Linked DNA regions of Mus musculus: all the other regions are linked to region 5. The links are chromatin contacts, called in public Hi-C, HiChIP or PLAC-seq, Micro-C and promoter capture Hi-C maps. All regions are on one chromosome and are shown on one strand. Each heading gives the region's core, a stretch centred on a gene start, on an enhancer-like site or on the middle of the called end of the contact. The rest is flanking DNA. Distances are from core to core; before and after follow the strand shown. Region 1 holds the start of AU020206 (expressed sequence AU020206). Region 2 overlaps Klhl25 (kelch-like 25). Region 3 has its middle 19 kb from the start of AU020206. Region 4 overlaps Akap13 (A kinase (PRKA) anchor protein 13). Region 5 holds the start of Akap13 (A kinase (PRKA) anchor protein 13). Region 6 overlaps Sv2b (synaptic vesicle glycoprotein 2 b). Region 7 has its middle 45 kb from the start of Klhl25.

Region 1 (3,880 bases), core at 809-3,308, 330 kb after region 5:
GGGGTGGGGGTGGAGGTGAGGATTTGGGGGGTCTGGATTTAGATGAGGGCTGAGATCGGGGTTTGGATTTAGATGAGGGCTGAGGTGAGGGCTGAGGTGAGGGCTGAGATCGGGGTTTGGATTTAGATGAGGGCTGAGATCGGGGTCTGGATTTAGATGAGGGCTGAGATCGGAGTTTGGATTTAGATGAGGGCTGAGGTGAGGACTGAGGTGAGGGCTGAGGTGAGGGCTGAGATCGGGGTTTGGATTGAGATGGGCACTGACAGGAGTGAAGCAGTGGGGAGTTCTGTATGTAGGGTTTACTAGTCTTGTTACCCATTTTGTCTTCCAGTCACCCCAAACCCAAACCTCAGAAGACTCAGGACAAAAACAAAAAACAAAACAAAACAAAACAAAAAACAGAAAAGGCAAACAAAACAGAACAGGACACACAGGACCAAGAAGGCAGTGTGACCTCTCCCTAGTGCCCTGGACAGGAGTTCATCTATCTCCTAAGACACTGTATCCAGATGGGATCCTAGTAGAAGAGGACCAGATGTTACGTAAGGAAAGCAATGACTTACCAATGAAGGCTCCTCATCCAGGTGCTTGCTGGGTTTCTTTTCCTGCAGCTGTGGACCTCCGAACTGAAATCAAGCCTGCAGGGGCCTTGGAACGTCTCAAGGTGCACACCCTGGGCAGTGGTGCTCTGGTACCTGAGGTTTGAAGGGAAGGGTCCAGGTTCTGAATTTGGGTAGGGATTTGTTAAAGCTACCCTCCGCCCTAGCTTAGCCCCTCCCCCCCCGCCCCCCCACCCCCCCCTCCGTCCCCCGCCCCCCCCCCCCAATTTAGCTGTAACCCTCCTGCCTCATGCTTGTCAGCCACCTCATACTGCTGACAACAGTTTGGCTCAGAGAGAGATCAAGTTGGCCATATATCCTGTTCTGTTCTGAGGTTCTTAGAAATTCCCCAACCACAGCCTTCACTTGGGACCAACCAAAATAGAAACCAGCTTCAACTGTTATGCCTAAACTAGTAACAACTTGGGAAAGGCAGACCACCTGCAGCCCGCCCAGTACCTGCTTATAAAAGCTCCCTGTGGGGTTTTAACCTCTATAAACTGACCCTAGAAAACATTCAGGGTTGTAGCTTCCAGCTGTAGAGTCTGAGCTACATCTCTGATTGATCAATCTTAGGATGTGCGTTCGATAAACTATCCCTGACTGAAATCTATGTTTATACAGTTTATGGACCCTAACAGCTTCTTATATCACTGGAGCCTCCAAAATTAATTAATTTATTAATCCCACCGAATGAGGATAAAGAACACCTTATTCCGTGCACAGCCAAGTCTGTGCACAGCTGTCTCCCCCTAAATTTCCCATACTTCTCTTATAGGACAAAACCAATGGGAGAGAGAGGTATTTTGCAAGCAGGCGGGTTTACAGAGAGCACAAGGCAGTTATAGAACTCTTCCTGGAGCACAAGGTACAAAACATCTGTCGGGCACAGCCTAACTCCAAGAAACAGAATATTAAAACTTTTACCCCAGTCGGGTCTACAAAGTGAGTTCCAGGACAGCCAGGGCTACACAGAGAAACCCTGTCTCAAAAAACAAACAAAACAAAACAAAAAACTTTTACCTAGCCGGGCAGTGGTGGTGCACGCCTTTAATCCCAGCACGTGGGAGGCAGTGGCAGGTGGATTTCTGAGTTCGAGTCCTGCCTGGTCTACAAAGTAAGTTCCAGGACAGCCAGGGCTACACAGAGAAACCCTGTCTCGAAACCCTCTAGCCCCCACCCCACCCCAAAAAACTTTAACCTAACTGAGGCAGAATCTCAAAATGACTCCTGGTCTTAAATGGAGTCCGGCTGCTATCTCGACCCAAACTCCCCGACCCAGTAAACCGGACCCACGGTTCCACACGCTTCCGGGCGCTCCTGCCGCAAGGAGGCCGTCCGGATAACGGGCACTGCGAACACGGTCGGCCAGGACTCAACCCGGTACTCACCATGCAGCTCACGCACTGCAAGTCCCTGCCGCCGCCGCCGCCGCTGACGCAGTGCTGCCGCCAAAAAGCCAATTTCTCCCCAATTCCCGCCCCATTTTATGGTTCCTAAGCACAAAAGCCAATCAGAGGCCGTAGATTTGTGACGGATGGCCCGACGAACCCATACTACAGCTGCATTTGGAGGAAGGGGTGGGCTGCCCCAGCCTCTGGTCCAGCGAGGGGCCGGGAGGGGAAAGAAAAGTTAGTGCCACCTGATTCTTTTTTTGTTTGTTTGTTTTCGAGACAGGGTTTCTCTGTATAGCCCTGGCTGTCCTGGAACTCACTTTATAGACCAGGCTGGCCTCGAACTCAGAAAAAAGAACAAAGGATTCATATATTTTTGCCTCCCACACCTAGTTAGATTGCAACGCAAATGTTTTAATCCGCCCCCACCCCCACCCAGTAAAACCCTGGTTTAGTAGTGGCGCACACCTTTAATCCCAGCACTCGGGAGGCAGAGGCAGGCAGATTTCTGAGTTCGAGGCCAGCCTGGTCTACAAAGTGAGTTCCAGGACAGCCAGGGCTACACAGAGAAACCCTGTCTCGGAAAAAAAACAAAAGCCAAAACCAAAACCAAAACCAAAACCAAATCTTGGTTTACTCAAGGCAACAAACTGCATTCCAGGAGTCCCATGGCCTGCAGCAGTGACCTTGTAAAGATGAAGCATGGTGTGAGTATCTACATCTTAAGTCAGCCACACATTCACATTTGCTGGGGCTTGATCATTATTGAAAATAAGCCAAGGGTAGATGTGTTCTGCTTCTCCCCACGCCCCTTTCCTTCTGCATGAAGCCAGCTCAGTCATCGGGGTCTCAAAGGAGGGAGGGAGGTTAAAGAAAGAAAAGACAATTAAACAACATTATAACACGACCCCAACCAGGGCTGATGTGGGTTTATTTTTCTCCAGCTTGCTTTTATGTCATCTAAGGTCAGTTCTTAGATTAAAGACAATGTAGTCAAACAAGGCAATAAACAGGATGACCAAGACACAAGGAACACAGTACATTATTCTTATCTGAGCCTCCTCCCTTGTCCTCCAAGCCAAAAGTAAATATTCTTGCCAATATCCTTGAAGCTGCATCAAGGACTCTCCACACTGTGAGTATCCACATCTTAAGTCAGCCACCTATCCACTGAGGTTTGACCATCACTGAAGATAAGCCAAGGGTCAGATGTGTTCTGTTTCTCCTCATGCCCCTTTCCTTCTGTGTGACTCAGAAATGTATTCATGCCCCTTTCCTTCTGTGTGACTCAGAAATGTATTATTAAGAGAGACCAGAAACAAAAAAAAAAGAGACCAGATACTGCCGGGCAGTGGTGGCACACACCTTTAATCCCAGCACTTGGGAGGCAGAGGGAGGCAGATTTGAGTTCAGGGCCAGCCTGGTATACAGAGTGAGTTCCAGGACAGCCAGGGCTACACAGAGAAACCCTGTCTCGAAAAACCAAAAAGAAGGAGGAGGAGGAGATGAAGTGGGGGGGAGGAGGAGGAGGAGGAGGAGGAGGAGGAGGAGGAAGAGGAGGAAGGAGGAGGAGGAGGGGGAGGAGGAGGATGAAGGAGGAGGAGGAGGAAGAAGAAGGAGAAGGAGAAGGAGAAGAAGAAGAAGAAGAAGAAGAAGAAGAAGAAGAAGAAGAAGAAGAAGAAGAAGAAGAAGCAGCTGCTGCCTCTGCTCTTTCCGAGGTCCTGAGTTCATTCAAATTTCAGCAACCACATGGCGGCTTACAACCATCTGTAATGGGATCCGATGCCCTCTTCTTGTGTGTCTGAAGACAGTGACAGCATATGGACATACATAAAATAGACAATCTTTTAAAAGGGGAAGGAGGAGGAGGAGGAAACAGAGGAGAAG
Region 2 (3,706 bases), core at 831-3,330, 420 kb after region 5:
CGCAGGAGAGTATCTTGGTGGTGTCCATCATGCAATGATCACCTGTGCCTGTGTCAGACCTGAGAAGAAAAAGAGAAGCACAGGTAGAGACTATATCAAGTCACGGGCAGGGTGGGGTTTTGCCAAGGCCTGCCATGTGTTGGAGTGCAGACAAAACACAGCATGAGTCTACAGAACACAGCTTGAGTCTACTGTTCAGGGTCGTGTTTCACAGATGAGAAAACCAGGCTACAGAGAGGAAATGGACAGAATTAGGGACATAGACTAAGACCTTGACGTGGAGTCGTTCACCTGGAGCCCTCACAGGAGCCAGGCAGCACGGCTCCCACCAACCATTACACTTGTAAGCATATGGAGTGCTGGGTGGGTCCTGGTATGCGCATTTTCCTTCCGTGGCACTCTCCTGCCAGCTAGGCCTGTCTTGCAAAGCTGGTGGAACACACACATGAAGAGGGACTGTCCTTTTGGCCACGAACTCACATCCCCCGCTTGCATCCTCAATCACTTGGTGCATCAACAGTTGCCGTGGGACACACACATTCCCTCCCCCCAGCCCCCACTCCCTCCCAGTCCTTGCTCTGTTTATTTCTTTGTAGTGCCATTGAGGTGGGATCAGGTGGGCCTGCAGTCTGTGCCACGGGGGTTCAGAATCTTCGAGTGTTTTAGGACTGTTAGGGACCTCAGGACCCTGCCAGTGTCTAGGACATTGAGGACCTGGGCATGACAGACCCCCTGTGGATCAGTACCAGCCTGCCTCTCGGAACTGTAGCAGTGCTGGGGGCACAGCTCAGTGATGGAAAGCTTCCACAGAGCCTCAGCACTAGCATATAGTTTTGCTGTAATGTTTTGTAAACACAGAACTAAGGAAGTTCCCTGGTATTGGGGGTTTCACTACTGCACACCAGTGGACAGGTTACATAGGTTTTGCTTCCTGCGGTGCCTGCGTGAAGACACAGCTCAGTTACGGAGCCTGTGAGCCCATGAGCCCAGGAGCACCTCTAGCCAGTCAGATGGGAGCAGTGTTTCTTTTCCTGTCACAGGCATTCCTTTCTGTCTCAGAGCCACCTTGTGGGGGAGGTGTGTCTAGACCTGCACTCCTGTCTAGCCCCTGCCAGCCCTGCAGGCTGTCTGAACTTGGTGAGTTCAGGAGATGTTAGCTTTGCCACTATCACTTTCTAGACTCAAATGCTAAGCCACAACCTCCTTAGGGCAGCCGAGGACTAGGCTAGGGTGGCCTGGGTTCAGCAGTATTAGTGATCACCAGTAAATAAATCACTGTTTGCTTCTTGCTTCCTGAACATTCTCCACGAAGCCTTCAGCGGGCTGGGGGGGGGGGCGCTATGTGTGTGGGGAGGAAGTGGGGACTGGTTCCTGAATCCTTCTCCGGGCAGGTAGATTTCCACCATCATTTCCACGGCAACTGTTGATCCTCTAAGTGATTGAGGATGCAGCAGGGGGTGTGAGTTCATGGCCAAAAGGACAGTCTCTCCTCATTAACCACTACACCGCAGAACCCTGCCCCATGGCCTGGCATCTAGAGGCTGTGGTGGATTTTTGTCCAGGTCACAAAAGAGCATGCCTCTTGTTGTCCACAGCCTGTCACCTGCCCTTCATCATACCTGTCTCCCTCCTAGCCCACAGACTCTGCCTATCTCCTGAGCCTTTTTCTTTCTTCCTTTTAAAAAAAGATTTATTTATTATATATAAGTACACTGTAGCTGTCTTCAGACACACCAGAAGAGGGTATTAGGTCTCCTTACAGGTTGGGAGCCACCATGTGGTTGCTGTGATTTGAACTCAGGACCTACAGAAGATCAGTCAGTGCTCTCAACTGCTGAGCCACCTATCCAGCCCCCTCCTGAGCCTTTTTCATCTCACTGGTCCACATTTGTTTACATTCTGAAAGCATTGCATTTCCTCACAGGGTCATTATGTTCCTCTGTTCTCCCATCTTCTCATCAATTCTTCCCATACTCCACACCTAAATAAAAATAAAGGTCCTGGCTCCTGTTTCAGTGTTAGAAGTCGCCCATTGCCTTCAGCACTTTCCGGTGCAATCACCACGTGATTGCGTAAGTCTGCAGTTTCTCAAGGGCACATGAAGCCTAGCTGCATTTGCTCCTGGGTCTCCTGTATAAAGAGGCTCCTTAGAGTCACAGACAGAGGGAGCACAGTCTGCTGGGTGACAAATGGGAGCTCTAGGTCCTGAACTGTGGAGGGCTACACGGGTAGCTGTGTCACAGCCTGAGTCCCAGCCCTGGGGGCTATTGAGTCTGGCCAGGCTGTGAGGACAGTGTGGGCTTTCATCGTCTCCCTCTGCTTTATCCCACAGACTGCGTGGTTCCTCCTGCCTGGGCCAGAAGCTGACAGCTCCAGCCCCAGGCGGCAGCAGCTCAAGCTGTCCTTAACTCTAGGCAGAGAAATGAAGTTCTCCAGCGTCACCTGTGCTCTGGTGTCCAAAGCTGGCAGCGGCTCGTGTGGAGAGAAGCGTCCAGAGGCACGGGCTGGCACCAGCAACCAACGACATTTGTGCAGAGCCTTGAGGCTGATTGTCACCCAGGCCTGGCAATGGCTACCAGGGAAGAGCAGGGGTCCCTTGGCCCAGCAGCACAGCCTTTGACTGTAGGGCTGCCTGTGGGAGGTGGGAATGTTTCTCCATAGTCTCCTGGACATCAGGGAGCATAGTCTAACTGAAGACATATTTTATAAGGGACAGAACCCCCAGGGCAACCCGGCCTCAGATGGTACCCACAAGGCTTCATCAACAGATGGTACCAGACCCCTAAGGTCAAGGGGAGATGGCCTGTGTGCCCTCTGTCAAGCACTAGCTCCCCCTCCTAAGAGGCGACTTCTGGGAAGCTTCCATGGACATAGGGCAGATGCCTGTGACCAGCCAGACACTGCTAAGAGTCCCCCAGCAGGACTCTAGGTCCCCCAGCGCTGGTAGGGGTCTGATGCTTGCCCTCCTTAGAGGCACAGAAGAGCAGCATGATATACCTGCCAGTAGTACTGGGCCTCTTTTCTGGACACCCACCTGCCTTAGTCCTGTGTCCTGCCTGCTCCATAAGAGGGCAGTCATGAGTCGAATGGCAGAGGGACTCCCACGGTCACTGCAGTTTGCACAGAGGTTGTATTGCTGTCATTGTGGATCTAGGACCAAGGCTCCCATCATGCCTGCTATCCTCCTTGGCACCAGCTGGCAGCCTGAATCCTGTCTGATTTTCTTCCTTGAGCTCAGAAAGAAGGATCCGAAGAAACTTCCCAAATGTGTTTCTCAAGGATTCCTCCCCAGTGTCTCCCCGGCATTAGGTTTTCGGAGACACTTTCTTCTTATGCCAGTGTGGATACCAGGCTCATCCCTTGTTTGTCTAGTGCTCTTGGTTTCCGGCACAGGATGGGGAGTGTTCCATCGTTGGTGGCTTCCCATTACTGCATCAGGACGGAGCATCCAGAGTGGGTTCTGATCTGGACGGAAGTGGAGTTGCAGTACAGACCAGTTTGGTCAGCCTTCAAGGTCCTCACAGCTCAGCCTACTACTGCTGGCGTAGGTGACTTAGTCACACACTGGCCCTCATCTGAGGTCCAGCTGGCTTCCCATTCCACCTCAGGGACAGTCTTGCTGGAGAATTACTGGCTCCTGGCCTGTGGACTATGCCATCTGCACTAATCGGTCTGCACAGCACAGAGGACCTAGCCATGGTGCTTG
Region 3 (3,577 bases), core at 900-3,399, 350 kb after region 5:
CTGTCTCAAAAAAAAAAAAAAAAAAAAAAAAAAAACCAAAAAATACAACAACAAAAAAATAAATAAATTTACCCAAGAGCCCACCCTGAGATAAACACAAGAGATAGTTGTGTTTACATGGTTGAAAATGCCTGTGTTGCCCTGTTTGTTTTGGAGTGTTTGCGACTTGGGGGTGTATATGTTTTGTTTTGTTTTGTTTGGAGTATTGTCTCATTGTGTAGTCCCTGCTGGCCTCAAAGCTGTGATTCTCCTGGCTCACCCTCCTGGCTATTGAGATTACAGGTGTACACCTCCAGACCAGAGCCACTTTTCCTCACACTAACTTTTCATCCTTCCATAGGAATCCCAAGCATCTTTCAGTGCTCTAAGGGTAGCTTTCGAGAGGAGGCCAATAACTCCACAAGTCTCCAAACAATAGAGTCCCAGGCTCCTGAAGCCCTGTGATGTAAAGTGAATGTATGGGAGAACATTAGGAAGTCACAACTAGCACCAAGAAGTCAGAAATATTCAAAGAAAGATGTGAGAGACCAAACTGTGGTTAACCAGACCTTCAACAACTCTCACCCTGAAGATCTGACTGACCCTTTGATGGGAACAGTGTTACTCCCTCCTTCTTGTCTTGACTTGGGGCCTTGGGACTGTTTAGATAGAGCCAGCATTCCAAGATAAGCTGCAAGATGTTTGAAGCCTGCAATCAGCATCCGCCCTAGATGTTGGTCCCTCTCTCTGTGTTTTGATCATTCCCCCTCAGCCGCTCCCTATTTTCTCTCACTGTGTGCTTATAATCAGGCTACTAGCCTCCATTAAACAGACCTTGACAACCCTTTGCTTGGTCTGGCTCCTTTCTCGCCCATTTCTTTTTCAGGCTTGGTCACCCTTGATCCCAGGAATAACTAGGTCCCGTGGGTCGGGGTAGAAAGAGATCAAAGGGGCAGCTCAGTAGGAGAGAGCTTCCCAAGCATTCAGGAGGCAGCCCTGAGTCCACTCCACCCCCAACCTCCCCCACCTCAGCTGGGAAGGGGGGTGATTTGTGAATGAACAGAAAAGTGCACCAGCCTTTGGAAGGAGGGGGCATGCATGGATCGATCCTCCTCTGGACAAAACTCCCTTTAGTCTAAGAATGGCTTGCATTGCTGTCAGTTCTCTGCAACTGGTGGCATGTTATCATGGTCCAAACATCACTAAAGGCCAAGAGTCCGGTGAAATGAATCAGCAACCAGTTGTCTGTGTTTTGTCTCAACCTATGTCAGAATTCTTCCTTGCACAACATAGACAAATGCATCTCCTTGGCCACGAGAGAGCCCCAACTTGGAACTTCCCACCAGACCTTAGGGAAGGTCCCTGAGTCCCCCTCTCTGCCCTGCCAATTAATGTAAAGGGCACCAGAACCACCAATCATTTTGTGTTTAGTTGCTGTTGCTGTAATCTGCCCTCAAAAATTGTACAAAAACCTTGTGAAAGAAAGAGAAGAGGTCGCCTCTCCTCTGAGTGCAAGATGACCCCAGAGCACTGAAACAATAAACCTCTTCCATCAAACTCTATTCACGAGTCTCATTTGGGGGTTTCCCCGCAGCTGAGGCTCACCTTGAGTCATACCTATTTGTTATGGATGCAATCACCTGTCCTATGATGTATGAAGTCATCTGCTGTCAAACTCGTGGCTGTTTCTCATTTTTCATTAGTGTAAACAGGTCAGCTCCTCTACACAGTGCACCTTAATCAGGAACTGATTGGTTCCTTGGGATAAATGCTTAGAAGTGGGAGGAAGACTGAGGGATGGGGTCCAGCACATTATGGACCCCTTTAGAGAATCCTGCCTGAGTCCAGGACCCGAAGTCTGGTGTCAGACTCAGAGACTGACAAGAAACCATTCTGTGCTCCGAGACTCCATCCAGTGTCATTGTGAAATCGTCCACTCACAAAGCTACGGACTGCAGGGAAGGATCATTAGAGACAAGCATGTGACAGACAACATCATCTATGTCATCAAATGTTTCTCCAGTTCTGCCTCACAGCCTGGTGCTGACAATACTCTCTTGGATGCAGAAAGGAATCCTACTGAATTTGAGTCTTCTGAAGCCCAGAGCTTTCTAGCCCCAGCTCCGCCCATAGGAAGTACTTCCTCACTTCTTAGCAGTTGGTCTGAAGATCATAGTCCACAGTTAGATCATAGGCCTGATGAAGACTTTCCCTTGAGGCCTGCTGTTCTCCCCCCAGAGTATTGCCTCAATCCCACTGTTAAAAACAAAGTGTTAGGGGTGTAGTCTAGGGGCTGAGCACTTCCCTAGCCTGTGTGAGACCCTAGTTTCTGTCCCCAACCCTGAAAACAAAAGCAAAATCCTTAAAGTGGGTCCAGTGCTCAAAGCTTCTAACTGCTGCCCTCAGAAGGGCCAGGAACTCAAGTCTTACAGAAAGCTTTGGAGAGAACAGAGTTGTCAGTCAACCGAAGGAAATCAATGGCGCCTGGAATGCAGGTGATGGTGGTCCAACCTAGTGATCCAAGGAGGAGCCAGCCTCCACAGGAATCCTTCCTGAAGGTTGTTTAGGCCCTAATCTTGGGCTTTGTCTCTCAGGGAATAAACTTCATCCCTTTGAAAAGGCCCCACATACTTGCATCCTACTTCCAAATAGAATCTATTCTTTTTTTTTTTTTTGGTTTTTCGAGACAGGTTTTTTTCTGTATAGTCCTGGCTGTCCTGGACCTCACTTTTTGACCAGGCAGAGAATCTATTCTTATGCTAATCACAGATGCTCCCTCTAGGTCCCAGCCTTAAGCTTTGTTTATGGGCCTATAGAACTCCTGCTTACTGTAAATGTCACAAGTACTTTACCACCTTGCTAGGGCATTTCTTTCTAGGTAGCTTTGCCTGGTTGTGGTTCGTGGAAACCCCTTCCCAAGGTTTTGCTACTCTTAAACATGTATGAAGAATGAGTCACCAAGTCAGACTCTGCAAGCTTTTTGACCTAGGGCCCGCACCTCGCACCTGGGTCTTTTCAGCCTTAGCCTTGAGGCTTTCCTGGGTGGGGGGAGGTAGGATGGGGGGGTTGTCTTTGACAAAGGTCAACTGGCTATGAGGCTAGCCTGGCTACTGTCTCAAAAATAAGCAAGCCTGGTATTAGTGGCACACACCACTAATCCCAGTACTCCAGAGGCAGAATTCTTGAGTTCGAGGCCAGCCTGGTCTACAGAATGAGTTCCCAGGGCTACACAGAGAAACTCTGTCTCAAAAATCAAACCACCACCAACCACCATCAACAACAAAAAGCAAACATTATCTGAGGGGAGATTAACTAAGACTAATATTTCTCCAAAGAGGTGTAGCCCACCCGGCAGCAGGGGGGAGGGAGGGGTTTCCTGGGATAAAGAAAGAGATCATAAGAATTTTTTTTTTTTTTTTTTTTTTTTTTTTGGTTTCTCTGTGTAGCCCTGGCTGTCCTGGAACTCACTCTGTAGACCAGGCTGGCCTCGAACTCAGAAATCTGCCTGCCTCTGCCTCCGCCTCCCAAGTGCTGGGATTAAAGGTGTGCGCCACCACTGCCCGGCCATAAGAACCTTTAAAAAATTATTTATTTGGGC
Region 4 (3,605 bases), core at 650-3,149, 300 kb after region 5:
CTCTCATGAGCTGGCTTCATCTTGGAGACAATCAAATCTGTTAACTGTTTTCTTAGAAGATGGAGAGGGTTAAAATAAAGACATGCCAGCATGCCCCCACCTCCCCACTCTCACGGAAGTCACCTGCAGGGAAGAAGCCCTCACCACGATTGATTTTTTTTTTTTTTTTCTGTTTCAAAAGGTACGAACTGAGTCTTCTGAGGGTCACGCTAGCGCCGCCCATTGCTAGCCCCGCCCACTGCCACACTGGTTCTTCCCAGCCTCCCTCATAGCAACAGCAAGCACAGATGTGATGAACCATTCAGGGTAACATCAGTACACACAGGCTTAGTAAAGGACACAACCTGGGCCCGTAGGCCAGAGCTTGCCTACAGTCCTCTCCATGCAAGTTTGTAATGTCTCCTCCTATCCCCGAGGCTCTTGTCACCTCACCCACTGTTCTTGCCAAGGCTCTTAAGTTGCCTTTGATACGTACCCAGAAGACAGTCACGGAGTGTGGGCGTCCTTGTCTGGATACCTGTGTATGGGTGCCTGTAAGAGAAGCAGCGACACACACACACACACACACACACACCCCTGCAGAGACCAGCTCCTTGTTTTCTTTCTTGTAGCATAACATTCCTAGTTAAGTTTGCTGCCTGCTGGCCAGGTGGAGAAATGCAAAGTATTCTAATGCTGCCATAAGCGGGGAGGGGTGGCAGAAGCCTTTTCCTGCACTCACAAGACTTACTTTGTCAAATGATCAACAGGTCCTGAGTTACTTCTCCATCTCAACTAAGGTGTAAAGTGGGTTTGCCCCACTACTGCAAGTGTGCCCTGCGGAGAAACCAGGCAGGCGCTACTGCCTCAGACCCCAGAGGGCCTCTGCAGCAAGCACAGAACCTATGCCTTAGAACCCTGCTAGCCTCAGCTGCCCTGCCTTGGTTGACACCTGCTGGGATTGGCTTGTCTCAGGTTTCTTCCTGAGGCCTGGGCTCTACAGAAGGTGGGCAGGATACACCTATCTATACCTCTGTTCTTGTTAAGTCGTCTCCAAATGCTGTATGAACATTTCTGTACTAAGCCCTATTAAATAAAAAGTCGGGTTAAACCCAAGTGCTGTATAGTAATTTGTAATTATGTATAAAATTAAGCAGTTTTGAACTGTAAAGATTTTTCAGTGTGTTTTCTGGAAATTTGCCACAACATACTGGCTTTGTATTTTATTTATCATCCATTGTAGTTACTGGCTTCAAACTCTTGTAAAGTCCCCCTCAGACCTTTCAAAAATAATAAATGTCTTTGAGATCTTGACCTCTGCCGTGATGTATTTGTGGTAAGGGAGTATTCACCTCCCTACCCTGGCAAGCCATCTGTTTCTGTGCTGTTGGGAGTAGGGTGTAAGGAGGAGTGGCCTCCCACAGCAGGCAAAACCAGGAGATCCGCCCCAAACCTCCAGGGTCACTGACCCATCCACCCTAAGTCAGAGTCCAAACCAAGCGTCCATGAAGTCAGCACAGTCAGGTTCAAGCTGCTCTGCTGACTACATGTTCCATCTTGGTTAACTCAACCTCAGGAACCAAGTCCCATGCACGTGGAACACTGCAAAGACACACCAGGTCAGACTGGCTGGTCCACACGCACTGCTTGGGCTGCTGTCCCCAGGCAGATGAGCTAATGTTCTCTGGACTTTGAGGAATTATACCATCTAGTGGCACAGAAGCCATGGGCAAAGCTCCCTGGGATCCTAACTGCCGCCTTCATTCCAACAACCAGCCTGCCAGGCTCTCCAAGGTCCCAGTCTGCCCATGAACTTGGAAGTGCATACATTTTTTAGCAGAGGCATTTGTAACCTTAGCAATAGCCATTCCCCTGCAAGTCCCTGGAATACTGACCCCTTTTCAACATCTTCTACCCCTGGCTGTCTTACTCCCCCACTGAGCATCCAGCTTGGCTCATCTGTCTCACCCCAGTGGGTCTGATTGCAGACTCTCAGCCTGAAGGAACAATGGTTCCTGTGGAGGCATTCACCTCCACTGTAGCTGGTTTTGAGCCAGAGAAAGGGCTGGGAGTCAAATCGGGGCCAAGGGGTGGGGGTGGGGTTGGGAGGCACAAAGCACAAGGCTCCAAGAACCCTGGATGGCCCTTCTGTAGGATGGTACCCTCCTGCTGGTCCCGAAGGGAAATCATTGTGCATAGGGCCTCCACCATAGCACAAACCTGATGTGTGAAAGTGGCCATTGCTGTTTGAAGGTCTCCATCCCAAGGGACTGCCCATGGCAAGGGTAGCCAGTTGTATCTTTTCTATTAGGGACCTTCCTTCTGGGAGGCTCTGCCTAGAAAGCCGGAGTGACTGCTTCACACAGCCAGACAGAGGCCTAAACCCACAGTGGGGAAGGAGCATCAGGAAACCACAGGGACTACACAACCAGGGAAGAAAGAGCTTGCACATGAGACAGGCAGGTTGCTATTCCTGGTCTTATGATTTCCTTGACAGCAACAACAAAACTGAGCATAGCAACAAGCTGTGAACCTAAGATCCCAATGGTCCAGCAACAACAAAACTGAGCATAGCAACAAGCTGTGGACCTAAGATCCCACTGGTCCAGCACCCGCCTCTCAGTCCCAACAGTTCTGCCATCCTACGGTGGTGTTCGTTAGGCGTCAGAAGTGGAAAATGCAGACAGGGAAGAGCCTGGGAGTGGTGAATGCTCCAGCCTAGAGGAACTGAGCCAAGTACTGCCCATAGCTCCCCTCTGCCATCCCAGTTCCCAGGGTATCCAAGTGACAGTCCCCACACCCTACCCGCTTTCATATGGTAATTACTCCACCAAGCTTCTAGAAGCTTGGACTTTGCAACTTTTTCCTGGAAAGATTTACCCAGCAGGGATGCGGGAGCTTCTTGAGACTGCCAGCAGAGAGCTAGACCTCATTTCGCTCCTTTGTCTCCTATGAGCCATCCTGAACTGCCCACCCTGCCCAGCCTCTGAATGAAGTGGGGCCTGGACCACCTCAAGCTGTGGTAGTTCCTACCCTGTATGAGTTCCTGTCCTGACTACATTAAAAGTGTTAGCCAACTTGCTTTGGTCTTTGGTTTTTTTGTTTGTTTGTTTGTTTGTTTAAGACGTATTTATTTTATATGTGAGTACACTTTGCTCTCTTCAGACACCAGAAGAGGGCACTAGATCCCATTACAGATGGTTGTGAGCCACCATGTGGTTGCTGGGAATTGAACTCAGGACCTTTAGAAGAGCAGTCAGTACTCTTAACTGCTGAGCCATCTCTCTCCAGCCTATGGCCCTTTTTTTTTTTTTTTTTTTTTTTTTTTTTTTAAGTCATAGCAATAGAAACAATTGTGGGGTTTTTTTTTTTGTTGTTGTTTTTGTTTTTTTTGTTTTTGTTTTTTTTTCGAGACAGGGTTTCTCTGTATAGCCCTGGCTATCCTGGAACTCACTTTGTAAACCAGGCTGGCCTCGAACTCAGAAATCCACCTGCCTCTGCCTCCCGAGTGCTGGGATTAAGGTGGAAACCATTGTGTCTTAGTCAGGGGTTTTCTTCCTGCACAAAACATCATGACCAAGAAGCAGGTTGGTGAAGAAAGGGTTTATTCAGCTTACACTTTCCAC
Region 5 (3,611 bases), core at 268-2,767:
TTCTTTTTGGACTTGATCCTGGATTTGATTGTTTGATTTCCATTTTTGTGTTTCGTACTTTTTGCTTTTGTTTTATGAAGGAAGAAGAAAAGAAAAAACATGAAGTTGGATGAGTAGGGAGGTGGGGAGGATCTGAGAGGAACTGGAGAGTGGGAAAACAAGATCAAAACATGTTATATGAAGCATCTTTTCAATTAAAATAATTTTAAAAAGGGAAAGTGACATTTAACAACAGAAAATGCCTGGTACAATCACCAGGCACTGATAATACTTTCTGTTAAATATTTTCATGATGGTAGTGACCTTGTCTGGATTAAAACTTCCCAAATGACAGTGACTTCCATTCTTGCAGTTTTTGGCAGGTCCATATCTTGTATTACTATTTTTTTTAAACTGACTTTGAAATTATATGAAGTTAATCTTTTCATATAATTCTTTGAACATTTTCTTCATTCATATAATATACTTTGGCCACATTCTCCCAACCCATCCCTCTCAACTTCTTATTCTCCTTCTGCTCTTTAAAAAAACTTATGATCCACTGTGTTCAACTTGTACTGTCCATAGCTGTGTGGGTGCTGGGTCATCTACTGGGAGATGGTTGGCCAGAGGGAGTCCAATACTTAAAGGAAACTGTCCCCCAATGGGGTATTTATCTTAGGGGTACAGCCACATAATATTTTCATATTAATATGTTTTGATCACCTAAATAAAAATGCAAGGCCAGTACTCGCAGAGATTCCATTCTGTTCCTTCCCAGTCAATACCCTTCTCCTCCTAGGAAACTACCTTTCTTACTTCGACCACAATAAATATTAAACTGCACAGAAAACCTCACATTTCTTGCGTAATATTCATAATCCCCGGCTCCCCCCCCCCCCAACTTTCTATTGACCGAAAAAATAACATGTCAAAATAGTTTGGCATTATAGGCATGTTTTCCCTTAATAACACATTACAATATGTAACTATCAAAAAGAAGTTTCTTTTTGTACCAATTAATGTAGTATCTTGGGTCACCATTGGAACATGTCCATACTTGGTTTCTCCGAAGCAACTAGATGGTTTCTGAAGTCCATAGCAACTCAAAGGCAATGATTTTGTGGTGATCGAATAGCTCAAAGTCACTGTGACAATCTTCACCCATCCAACATACTTGAGTACTTTGTGCCGCTCCACCTTGGACTCTTAAGAAGACTCTATTGAGTCTTAGCGTCAACGTGTGGTAAGTGCTCCGACTTAGGTAAGCACCAGGCGCACAGAGGAAGGGTGGCTTCCGGTGATGGGGCGGATAGGAGAAGGTGGGTGGGCATTTCCCCAGCAGCTGCTGCCAGCCACCCGACTTTGATCACTTTGCCGCCTGGCAGCAGTGGCGGTCAACCTCATCGTTCCTTAGCAACCAGAGCCAACTGCCAAGAAGCCTTCCTATTGGGCTCACAGAACATGATGGGTAGTCTAATTGTCCAATAGAAACTTTTAGGCTTGGCTCGTTGCACCGCCCACCCCGGGCCGCAGGCGGCGCATGCGCGGGTGGGCAGGTCTGTGTGCAGGGCGGTCGCAGAGCCGGAGCTGCTGCTGCTAAGCTCTTGGGCTCGGTTGAGACCGCCGTGCTTGCTCCTTGCTCCAGCCGTCACCGCCGCCGCCGAGGGAGCGGCCGCCTATTGTCCTTCTCCGCGGCCAAGGCGCGGAGCTGCTCCGGCTCGGCCCGCGGGGGAGCCCGGGGAGCCGCACGGTGAGAGCGCAACTTAGTTGAGGGAGTTGAGGGAAGTTTGGGCGTCTGAGGAGGGGGCGCGCGCGCAGCCGCCCCTCCCCCTCGGCTGCTCTCGGCCGCGCGCGCGAGCTGCGGGACGCGGGGACGCGCGGGCGCGACGCGGGTGGCGGACCCTTCTTAGCATCGGCAGCCAGGGGTGGATAGCGCGGCCGCCGATCCCGGCCTCCTCGGACCCACGTTCCTCTGCTGCCCGCTTCTGTGGCGCCGGCTGCGGCTCTCCTCTGAGGGACGGCTGCTCGGTGGGGCGCGCCGCTCGAACAGAGAGTGCGGCTCCGGGAACGAGCAGCTCCCCGGGGCAGTCAAGCCGGGTAAACACTGCGCGCCCCGGCCACCTTTGGGGGCTTTCTCCCGAGATGGGGAGGGGGGCGCGGTGGGCGCCCCGGGAACGGTGGCGCATTCGACTCCTCTGCCCCTCGAGCTCTAGTGCAAGCACTTTGAGAACTAGCGAATCACTGCTTTTCGTAAATAGGCTCGCTGACACTTAACTGGGGTGCGAGACGCACCCTCAGTTTATTTCTCGCTAAGAAAGTGTCTGTCTTTCGGCTGAAAATATTGGCTAACTCTAAGTGTCTAGACTCTACTGTGAACTCAGGAGTTCACAATGAAAATGGATTGAGCAATCTCTGAGTGTTTCAGTCTTTGCTTTTCCCCTTCATAATGAAGTTATTTTGAGAGTTCATTGCGTTGAGCAGATTTACAAAGTGATGTGCCTTTTTGTCTGTCTGTCTGTCTGTCTGTTTTTTGTTACTACCCTCATGATTTCCCGAAGTCACTTACTCATTTAAACCCCCACCCCCCAAACTTTTGGATTGCCCGGGTCAGGAGGAGCGCTCCAGTTCTTGAACGTGCATTCATTGTCTGTAAAGAAGTTCCTATCAGTCGAGATGACTCTGAGATAAACCAGTGTGTCACTTTGTACACCATCATCTCTTGGGAATCATTCCGCTGCATTTCGTTGACTAGACTTGCGCTGTAATGGTAATTCAGTTTTAGCTCCCAAGAGAGAACCCTATCATTCATACTGAAACACAATGCCTCCCCCCCACCCCCCTCCCCCCGTCACTTCATGTTAATTTTAGTTGTATTTCTTTGACATTTGTTAAACTTAAATTTTTCTTTGAAGGCTACTGCTCATGGCATTTTGCTTTTTTTTTCTATGTGAATAACATGGACAAGTGGTGTGTGGGGTTTTCTGTTTTGTTTTTGGCTTTTCTTTGTATGAAACCCAGCTTCGTTTACCTGATGAAACCAAGGAAAAATATTCTGAAGGCACAGGGATTCAGGACTCACAGTCTTTGTGCTTAATTTTCCTTTCTGGGGTGGGTGTGGTGAGCAAAGGAGGTGGACAGAAGTTGGGAGTTATTGGTTAGTTACATAATATAAACAAATACTGCAAAATCGGGTGGCCAGGACACCTTCTCTGGACTGTGGTAACATGCTACACATACTTTTGTTCTAGGGTATTTGCTTCACTAAATGGGAACTATGTGTAGTATAAATGGTCTTTTCTAGTCTTTTTACACCTTAAGGATTGTGATGGGTGGTATTTTGCTATGCTCTGTGTGTGTGTTGTTTTTTTTTTTTTTTTTTTTTTTTTTTCTAGAAAAGTCCACACAGTTGGTGTTTAGCTTTTGTTTGATTTAGGTGAGGTGATTTTCACTGGCTAGTGATAGTGTACACAGGAGAAACCCATTAATTCTGGGGCCTTGTACAAAATGACAATTAGCTTGCACATCTGTGGTGAAATTTACTTTACTTTTAGGAGACTTTGTTAATTCTCTCTTGAGATAGGGTCTTACTGTGTAGCTCAGGCTGGTCTTAAAGTTACAGAGATCTGTCT
Region 6 (3,651 bases), core at 749-3,248, 320 kb before region 5:
CCGCTGTTCTATGATACAGTGCATGCTTCATATGTAAGAGGTGCTGGCATCAACTCCAAGTAACTTCTCTTCACAAGAAGGAAACACGGTTCACAAAATGAGTACTTAAAACCTAAGCTAATGACCTAGACGTTATGGTTTATAAGGCTGAGTACCCCAAATAGTGTTGTCTGTATTATTCCCTAGTCTCTCAAAGTACAGAATATTCCACCATAAAAAGAAGGCAATAGTTCTTCAAAGGTGATAGGATTACAGAACCAATAATGAAGAAGAGTCTTAGGAGCTCAATTAGGCACAAAATAAGCCTCCGATAGTCAACAGGTTTCTTATGTATTTGCAATCATAAACCTTTTATTGGGAGAAAGAGATCCTGTTTTCAGTGCCCAGCAAAAATTACAAAGTGCCCAGAAAGACTGTCAAGAAGAATGTATACGTGACCCACACAAAGCAAGAAGTGGTACTGAGAAATTCTACCACATAGTTTAATATGTGTTCCATATGTGAACGGTAACCTTCAAGTGCAGGTTGTGAGACGGACAGCCCAGTATATTGCGGCAATTGCCTATGTTCACCACCTACTGTTGGCATTTGCAAGGGACTTTACTATATTGAAATTAGCCACCATTAGTGTTAAAACCCACATCTTATTTATGTGCTACTAAAAAGGGACCCTGGTGGCATCGTGACCTTTCACGCAGTGCATGGGATCCACCTTTGCTCACTGCCTGACTCTGCCTCCCCCTCTGCTTCCTGCCATGCTCCCAACCTCATTTAATGGTGAATCACGAGCCTCGTTTGCACTCTGAGCTACTCGCAGCTGACCTTTAATGGAAGCCCTGTTGACTTCATATGACTTTTTAATAAAAAGCCTTTCTATTCCTCAATGGCAAGTCACCTCTGTGAATGGAGGTGCAGTCCCACTGCAAACCCAACCCCAAGGGTTCAGAGTACAGCTTCAACTTCCCTTCTGCCAAAAAGAAAAATGGAAATCAGGTCATGGCTTCCTGAACTCTCACAGACAGGAATCAGGCACCTCTCCCTGGTATCCTTCCCCACACTAACCCACTCACAAGCGGGTGCTGTCTCCTTGAAGCAGTCCCATCAATTAGTTAGCTACTTAGTTAATACATACGCAGACGGGAGCCCAATCTTTCTCTTAATTACTAGTAAGGGTAACCTAACCTGGCATTTTGGCTAAGAATTATAAAATATGAATTTAATCCTTTGCCTTTCTTGCAATTTGAAAATCTCACAAACTCTGAGGCAAACACTATGTTGGAATGCAGAGAGCACTTATGTCCCATAAAATGTACCAGTGGCTGATCTCTTGGCGTGGGGCCAAAAGTGGCCTGTGCACTTTGATTTCTTCTTGAGGTCAAGGTTTCTCGGAAGGATAAGGATTGGCTTTCAGTGGGACCTACAGTACACGGAGGGAGTCTGAGGCCCTTCATTTTCGCCATGTGTTTACTCAGTAAAATAAAGCATTTTCGTCTACATTTTAAAGCAACATGTGCATGATGTCATGGGGCGGGGGGGGGGCGGGGAGGCAGGGGGACGGGGCGGGGGGGTGGAGGGGAATACAGGACAAAAAGGATGCCTAGGAGGATCAACAGCTTGGGGCTTGGAAAGAAGAGGTATTGTTATGTTCTGACCACCAGGTGGCAGCATAACACAAAAGACAAAAGCATGGTAAATTTTCAAATTTGTCCATGAAGACAGATACGTTTTGAATTCAATCAGCTTCAGAGGGGACCCCGTGACAGTGCCAATTTTGTGATAATGTGGTGGATAGGGAGTTAATGGCACTGGGAGCGATGTGTCTAAGCCATAGCACCTCCAGAAATTCCGCATAATTCTATGGTCACTCACCCACCACTTACCTCAGTGACCTTACTAGGTACAATTTCAGAGGGCAACTTCAAGGGGCCCATGCTATCCTGGAGAAAAATATGACCTGGAGCCTATCATATGTCCTGCCTTTGTCTGCTACTTCACCTCCAGGGGGCAGCCTCATAGAGGAGATGCAGCAGTCTAAACTCTCCACGTCATTTGTCCCGTACAGAGGGAGATGAGTCAAATGAACTGAGCAACCTCACAAAGACATAAGCAGAACCTTTCTAAAACTCCAGTGACTTCTCCCCTAAGAACAAGACTCCCACTGACCACAGAACATACTGGTCTACCTTCTGAGGTAGTATCATATGAAGAATAACAAAAATGAGTTTCATAATAGCACAGAGAAGCTTCCAGAATCAAAGGGAAAGCTCAACGACCAGGCCACAGATTTTTTTTTTGTTTTTGTTTTTGTTTTCAGGGACCTCAGCATTAAAAGTTGTGCATCCATTATTTCCCAGTGCAATGGCAAAGCCCGTGGTCACTCACACAATGACAGTCACATCCTAGGAGCTTGCTAAGCACAGTTCAAGCTCAAAAGAGGACACGCTCAGCCCAGTGGCACCAGATGGAATGTGGCTTTCTGTAGTACCCTTTCATCAAAGGATCAAGTTCTCAGAAAAGACAGACACATTGGTCACCTTCTACCAAATGTCATGTTATCTTATAGTCAGGGCACAAGGGGGGAACCTCAGGGGTGGGTACAGTACAGAGTCAGCCCTCAGGGGACTATAGTATCTCTAGCAGTAAGGATGGGTTGTGAGGGCCACTCTATCCTTGGAGTCCATCCTTAGTACACCGAGCTCTCAGCATCCCAATGCTCTCTTCCAAGGGAACCCCATTGACTGCCACTCAGGCCCAGGGGAAGCCCGTGGTTGCACACTTACTTATCGTTCACAAGCTTCCCATGTTGGTGGATCTGGTTTTCCATGGTAAAGTTGATCGTGGCGCCATGCACGTGCTCACCAAAAAACACCTTCATTTTAGACTTATATTCTTCATCCTGGAAATAGCGGATCATGTCGGGGAACCACACCGTCAGGCCGTAGTAACTGCAAGAGAGAAGGAGGAGAATCTAAAAGGCCCCCCCGGACTGGCTCATTCTTTCAGCAGTGGAATCTGCATCCATGACTTACTGTAGACCACAATTAATGTAGTAATCTGGTTCATTATTAGCAAATGGAAAACAAAATTCGTCACATTAGCACACCTAAAAGACGGAAGAAAATGATATTCTGATATGCACTTGATTAAAAGCTCACAACAACAAAGCCTACCAGTAGATTAGGGACTGGTGGGCCCTTTTCTAACCTATAGAAAACAGATCTTAACTCAAAAGCCAGAACTGTAGTAAAAGGAGACACGGTAAAGATATTCTCACTGGGTGAGGACCGCATGCTCCGCACTGCTGACTCGGCAGCACTTAGACAACCCGAGTAGATGAAAGACAGAAAAGAGGAAGGGGGCTGAGCAAAGAGGTCAGTGGATAAAGTGCTCACTGTGCAAGGTTGAGGGTGATTTTCAGATCCCCAGCTCCAGCATAAATCATAGGTAGACAAGATGGCCTGGAGAGGTAAGCACAGGGAATCCCCAGGACAAGCTGGCTAGCCAGACTAGACAAAATCAACAAGATCCAGGTTCAGTGACACCCTGCCTCAGTAAATAATGTGGAAACAATCTGGGAAGATACCTAACTTTCAATGTCTGGCTTCCATGCACATCTGCCCATGTGCACACAAACACACAAAGAAAGAGAGA
Region 7 (3,642 bases), core at 51-2,550, 440 kb after region 5:
GGTTTAGCGGATAGGAAGTCACACCTCCTTATAGTTTTGCCTCAGGTAGTAACAACACCGATCAGTTTAACACTTAGCACCAGTGTCGACAGCACTGTTGATGTGCCTACTGGCCATTTGTACATCATTTTTGAAAATATTCCTTCTTGGAGCCTTTTGTCCACTAAAATTAGGCTATTTGCCTTTTTTTTTTTAAAAATTACTTTATTGTGGGTTTGTTTGTCTGTTTGTTTCCAAGAAAAGATCTCTCTATGTAGCTCTGGCTGTACTAGAACTTGCTCTATAGCCTAGGCTGCCCTTGAACCCACAGAGACCCATTTGCCTCTGCCTCCTAAATGCTAGATTTAAAAGCATGTGCCACTTCTGCTTGGCTTTTAAAGACTCATGTTACTATTTTCATGTACATTTTTAGTTATTTTAAACTTTGATTTTGTGTGTAGTTATGTGCAGGTGAATTCAGGTACCCTCAGAGGTCAGAGGTGTCAGACACCTTGAGTTCCAGGAGATCAGGAGCTGTCCCGTGTGAGTGCTGGGAACCAAATTTGATCCTCTGGAGGAGCAGTGCATGTTCTTAAAGCCAAGCCATCGCTCCAGGGCTCTTGTGGGTCTTAATAAAGGGAAGTGTCCTGGCTGGTTAATTCAGTGACAGTCTGAAGATGGTTAGATTGTTAACACAGTTTTTCACATACAATCTCAAGGGGTTTATAACTTAATAATCCAGATAAGTTTGAATGGGATAGTCTAAGCCTTACTAGGCTTTTTGATGGATCCTCTTTGGCAGTGTGACCTTGAATAAATTGTTCAACTTTTCTGAGCCCCAGATTTGGGTCAGTTTTATAGACGAATGCTTCTCTTCCTTATCTCTATTCAACTGTGGAGGCTGCAGCCAGCGCTTGCTGTGTCATTAGGGTCAACAGGTGTCAACAGCTCTTCTTATCCCACATCTAGAAACTCATTCCTAGGAATCATGGGTTCAGGTATCATGAAGCAAGCTCACCAAAATGGCCTCAGACTCTTGACCCAGCTCTGATTTGGCCCCTGGGTGCACTGCAGGTTCTGGGACACTCAGAAGAACCCTCTGAGGATGAAAACTTTGGGAGGCAGAGTTTCCCACGTCAGGGTTTTTTGTCTCCCCTGATGAGATGGTGTGGATACAGTGATAAGCCCTGGGTATATTGCTCCTCTTCTGCATTTGGCCTCCTGAGGAGGGAGCAGCAGAGGAAGCCACACAGATGTGGGCAGTGTGTGACCTCAGAGGGGAGGCTTTGACGGTTTTAGCACGGACCAACTTCCTGTGTGCTGTTAACTTCCTTGTGACAGATGGGACCAACTGACTCACACTTCTGTGGTCCTACCTTCCCTGCCACAATGGACAGAGTCTTTCAGAACTGTGAACCCAGATGAAATGTTCTTCCTTGAAGTTGCTTTCATCTGATATTTTTGTCACACAATCTGGAGAGGGTGGGGAAGGGAAGGCATACTACCTAGCCTGAGGTAGTCATTGCTAGTGACCCAAGGGTGCCCACAGGACACCATTTGTGTCTTTCTGGGTGAACTGTGAGGCCGAGTAGGTGTCTCCTCTGCTCTCTTCAGGGAAACTCAGCTAGAACTCAACGGGTGGCTCATTTCTTCCTTCCTTCTATCTTTTGTGCATTAGCATGAGTGGTGTGCTCCCTCCACGTCAGATATTACTCACATGGAGTCAAACTCCATCCCAGCCCCACTGTGCTCATGGCCAAAGAAGGGAGGTGATATTGTCAGGGCAGAAAAATTGGAACTCCACCTTCTTAGGTAACTTAAGTCAATAAGGAATTAAATCACAATAAGACAGATTGAGTGAGGAAAGCATCCATACATTTGATGTAACACAGGAGCCCTCACAGGGAAACGAACACACCCCTCCACAAAGTAGCAAAGCATAAATTCTTTTCTCTTGGCTGAACAGTGAAAGGAATTATGGGAATGTAAGTGGACCGTATACAGAGGCTAAAGGAAGATGGGGACTGCCTCAGCAAGGTCAGCCAGCTTGTACAGAACCCATTCAGCCTCAGCTTCCTGTCCTGTGCTTCTGGTAAAGGGAGGTGGGTACGTGCACCTCCCTACGTGCAGCGTTAACTCTTGGTTTTAAAAAGAAGGGGAGGTCAGAGCACCCTTGTTGCATTGTCACACCCAGTCCAGGGAAGACTGCGTGGCAGGCCCAAAAGCTTGGACACAGTCCTGAGGCAAAGAGTTTCACAGAAGCTTTGTCTCCTGGAACCGACCCCGGGCTTGGAATTTCGTAAAAATGTTACTCATTCAGACGAAATTCCCCAGTGTTGACAGTAATCAGGCATCTCACAGTTTGCTGGATAGGAGCTAGCAATCTCAGGGCTAGTTCAAAATAGTAAACTTAGAATCCTCATTACAGCCAGGTATGGTAGACTACATTACATGTTAGAAGAAAGTTGGTGAGTTCTTCTGACAAACGGAGAGTCCCTACAGACACTTAAAAGAGCAGCCAAGTTACTCCCATATGCAAGAATTTACAATGGCCTAGGAAGAAGGAGGGTTGTGGTTTAAGGAGGAACTACAGTATTGCATTATTCATGAAAAGGTTAGCAAGAGCAGAACCGCCTGGTGCAAGCTTTTACAAGGCTCAGAGGAACAGCATAAATCATAACTAGGGTGTGAAATCCTCACCTGGCTCCTGTCAATAGCTGACTTTAGATAGGGCTGATCTTATCTCAATTGTAAACATTGCCTGGTTCCTGCTAGTCTTTTTGTATGCATTTTTTGTTTTGTGTCAGATAACTTCAATGTACCTTGGCTGGTGTGTCACCTAACTTCTTTGTTTTTCTCCTGTAATATATGTCTGATGCTTGCTTTGAGAAATTACAATCAGATACAGCACCTTCTCTATGTCAGTGTCTGTTTGTCATCCTGCCAACTCCTTGCTCACCTGATTACCAAAATCCTGGTTCTGCACGGTTTGAAGGACCAACTGAGTCCAGTCGTGGCATTGCATAAACTGTCATTTAAAGTTTCTTTCTCCAAATTTTATTAAGTATCATTGCTTAAGATATAATTAGATGATTTATGTTAAATCAAGTATTTGCACCTGACTGTATCAGGGAAGAAACATATTTGGTAGAATTTCGAGGCGAGATTCATAAATATTTGAAGTTAGAAAATCACAGCATCCTATGATGCTAAGAGAGTATCATGCTCTGAAGTCTCTGGGATCTAGCTGCATATACTCCAGCAGATGTTGTACTGCTATGATAACTCTGGAGGCCAGGCATCTCTTTACCCCAGCTTCAGTACCAGACACAGGGAAGAATGGGATGCTTCATTTACCTTCCTTGGCTATTGATCCCTCAGCCATCATATCAAATCTGTCCTTGGCCCTCATCCTGCCATCGGATCACCCCAGCATCCCTGCTCTCATCAGCTGCCTCTTTCAGGGCCTCCTTAATTTCCTTGTTGTGCGAGCTATAAATGAAGGGGTTGAGGAAGCAGGTAATCACGGAGTAGACTACTGCCAAGGTTCTGTCATAGTCGAGGGAGTAATTCTTCTTCAGCCTCACATACATGAAAAGGATGCTCCATAGAAGATGAGAACCACAGTGAGATACGAGGCACATGTGTAAAAGGCTTTCTTGC

Evidence for each region. Promoter capture Hi-C pulls out the DNA fragments that hold promoters and counts their contacts. Hi-C and Micro-C count contacts between places; a contact is called where the count stands out from the background. HiChIP or PLAC-seq counts read pairs in DNA pulled down with a chosen protein or histone mark.
Region 1: a contact with region 5 is called in a Hi-C map of LSK cells, with 4 times the contacts expected there. The contact joins the promoter of AU020206 here to the promoter of Akap13 in region 5. A contact is called at or near these places in 6 of 39 promoter capture datasets (the C10 cell line, hematopoietic stem and progenitor cells, liver and 2 more), 5 of 484 Hi-C or Micro-C datasets (B cells, CD4 T cells, CD8 T cells and 2 more), 2 of 115 datasets of contacts at active chromatin or transcription factors (memory CD8 T cells and pancreatic cancer cells) and 1 of 9 other capture datasets (adipose tissue).
Region 2: a contact with region 5 is called in an H3K4me3 HiChIP or PLAC-seq map of pro-B cells, with 3 times the contacts expected there. The contact joins the enhancer-like site here to the promoter of Akap13 in region 5. A contact is called at or near these places in 5 of 39 promoter capture datasets (the C10 cell line, embryonic stem cells, neutrophils and 1 more), 1 of 484 Hi-C or Micro-C datasets (palatal mesenchyme), 3 of 115 datasets of contacts at active chromatin or transcription factors (embryonic stem cells, large pre-B cells and pro-B cells) and 1 of 9 other capture datasets (adipose tissue).
Region 3: a contact with region 5 is called in an H3K4me3 HiChIP or PLAC-seq map of pro-B cells, with 2.2 times the contacts expected there. The contact joins the enhancer-like site here to the promoter of Akap13 in region 5. A contact is called at or near these places in 2 of 39 promoter capture datasets (both in the C10 cell line), 2 of 484 Hi-C or Micro-C datasets (CD4 T cells and effector CD8 T cells) and 3 of 115 datasets of contacts at active chromatin or transcription factors (memory CD8 T cells, pancreatic cancer cells and pro-B cells).
Region 4: a Micro-C map of embryonic stem cells shows a contact between it and region 5, with 2.3 times the contacts expected there. The contact joins the enhancer-like site here to the promoter of Akap13 in region 5. A contact is called at or near these places in 4 of 39 promoter capture datasets (the C10 cell line, the HPC-7 cell line, liver and 1 more), 2 of 484 Hi-C or Micro-C datasets (both in embryonic stem cells) and 3 of 115 datasets of contacts at active chromatin or transcription factors (bone marrow-derived macrophages, memory CD8 T cells and pro-B cells).
Region 6: a promoter capture Hi-C map of pre-B cells shows a contact between it and region 5, with 4 times the contacts expected there. The contact joins the enhancer-like site here to the promoter of Akap13 in region 5. A contact is called at or near these places in 10 of 39 promoter capture datasets (the 3T3-L1 cell line, the C10 cell line, cranial neural crest and 5 more), 6 of 484 Hi-C or Micro-C datasets (B cells, LSK cells, cerebellar granule neurons and 3 more), 6 of 115 datasets of contacts at active chromatin or transcription factors (bone marrow-derived macrophages, craniofacial prominence, embryonic forebrain and 3 more) and 2 of 9 other capture datasets (adipose tissue and embryonic stem cells).
Region 7: a contact with region 5 is called in an H3K4me3 HiChIP or PLAC-seq map of bone marrow-derived macrophages, with 4 times the contacts expected there. The contact joins the enhancer-like site here to the promoter of Akap13 in region 5. A contact is called at or near these places in 3 of 39 promoter capture datasets (the C10 cell line and pre-B cells) and 2 of 115 datasets of contacts at active chromatin or transcription factors (bone marrow-derived macrophages and large pre-B cells).

The regions. Positions count from the first base shown.
Region 1 is chr7:75,780,062-75,783,941 of GRCm38.p6, forward strand. AU020206 (expressed sequence AU020206) reads right to left here and starts at 2,059. Exons shown (of 3, transcript NR_165329.1): 1 at 1,991-2,059; 2 at 564-695. RefSeq lists a cis regulatory region at 1,680-2,422.
Region 2 is chr7:75,870,366-75,874,071 of GRCm38.p6, forward strand. Klhl25 (kelch-like 25) reads left to right here. Exons shown (of 3, transcript NM_001122780.1): 3 at 2,333-3,706. Among named protein-coding and RNA genes, the nearest start is that of Klhl25, 24 kb to the left of the region's middle. Within about 2 kb of position 2,081, at least 49 of the 459 cell types and tissues checked have an H3K27ac peak or open chromatin away from gene starts, as enhancers often do.
Region 3 is chr7:75,799,127-75,802,703 of GRCm38.p6, forward strand. No RefSeq gene overlaps it. Among named protein-coding and RNA genes, the nearest start is that of AU020206, 19 kb to the left of the region's middle. Within about 2 kb of position 2,150, at least 47 of the 459 cell types and tissues checked have an H3K27ac peak or open chromatin away from gene starts, as enhancers often do. A contact at or near this core is called in memory CD8 T cells and pro-B cells, where this site is marked.
Region 4 is chr7:75,753,317-75,756,921 of GRCm38.p6, forward strand. Akap13 (A kinase (PRKA) anchor protein 13) reads left to right here. Exons shown (of 37, transcript NM_029332.1): 37 at 1-1,293. Among named protein-coding and RNA genes, the nearest start is that of AU020206, 27 kb to the right of the region's middle. Within about 2 kb of position 1,900, at least 40 of the 459 cell types and tissues checked have an H3K27ac peak or open chromatin away from gene starts, as enhancers often do. A contact at or near this core is called in embryonic stem cells and liver, where this site is marked.
Region 5 is chr7:75,454,017-75,457,627 of GRCm38.p6, forward strand. Akap13 (A kinase (PRKA) anchor protein 13) reads left to right here and starts at 1,518. Exons shown (of 37, transcript NM_029332.1): 1 at 1,518-1,732.
Region 6 is chr7:75,133,518-75,137,168 of GRCm38.p6, forward strand. It overlaps Sv2b (synaptic vesicle glycoprotein 2 b), which reads right to left. Exons shown (of 13, transcript NM_153579.4): 9 at 2,781-2,945. Among named protein-coding and RNA genes, the nearest start is that of 4930533N22Rik, 110 kb to the left of the region's middle. Within about 2 kb of position 1,999, at least 13 of the 459 cell types and tissues checked have an H3K27ac peak or open chromatin away from gene starts, as enhancers often do. A contact at or near this core is called in cerebellar granule neurons and pre-B cells, where this site is marked.
Region 7 is chr7:75,891,666-75,895,307 of GRCm38.p6, forward strand. No RefSeq gene overlaps it. Among named protein-coding and RNA genes, the nearest start is that of Klhl25, 45 kb to the left of the region's middle. Within about 2 kb of position 1,301, at least 80 of the 459 cell types and tissues checked have an H3K27ac peak or open chromatin away from gene starts, as enhancers often do. A contact at or near this core is called in bone marrow-derived macrophages, where this site is marked.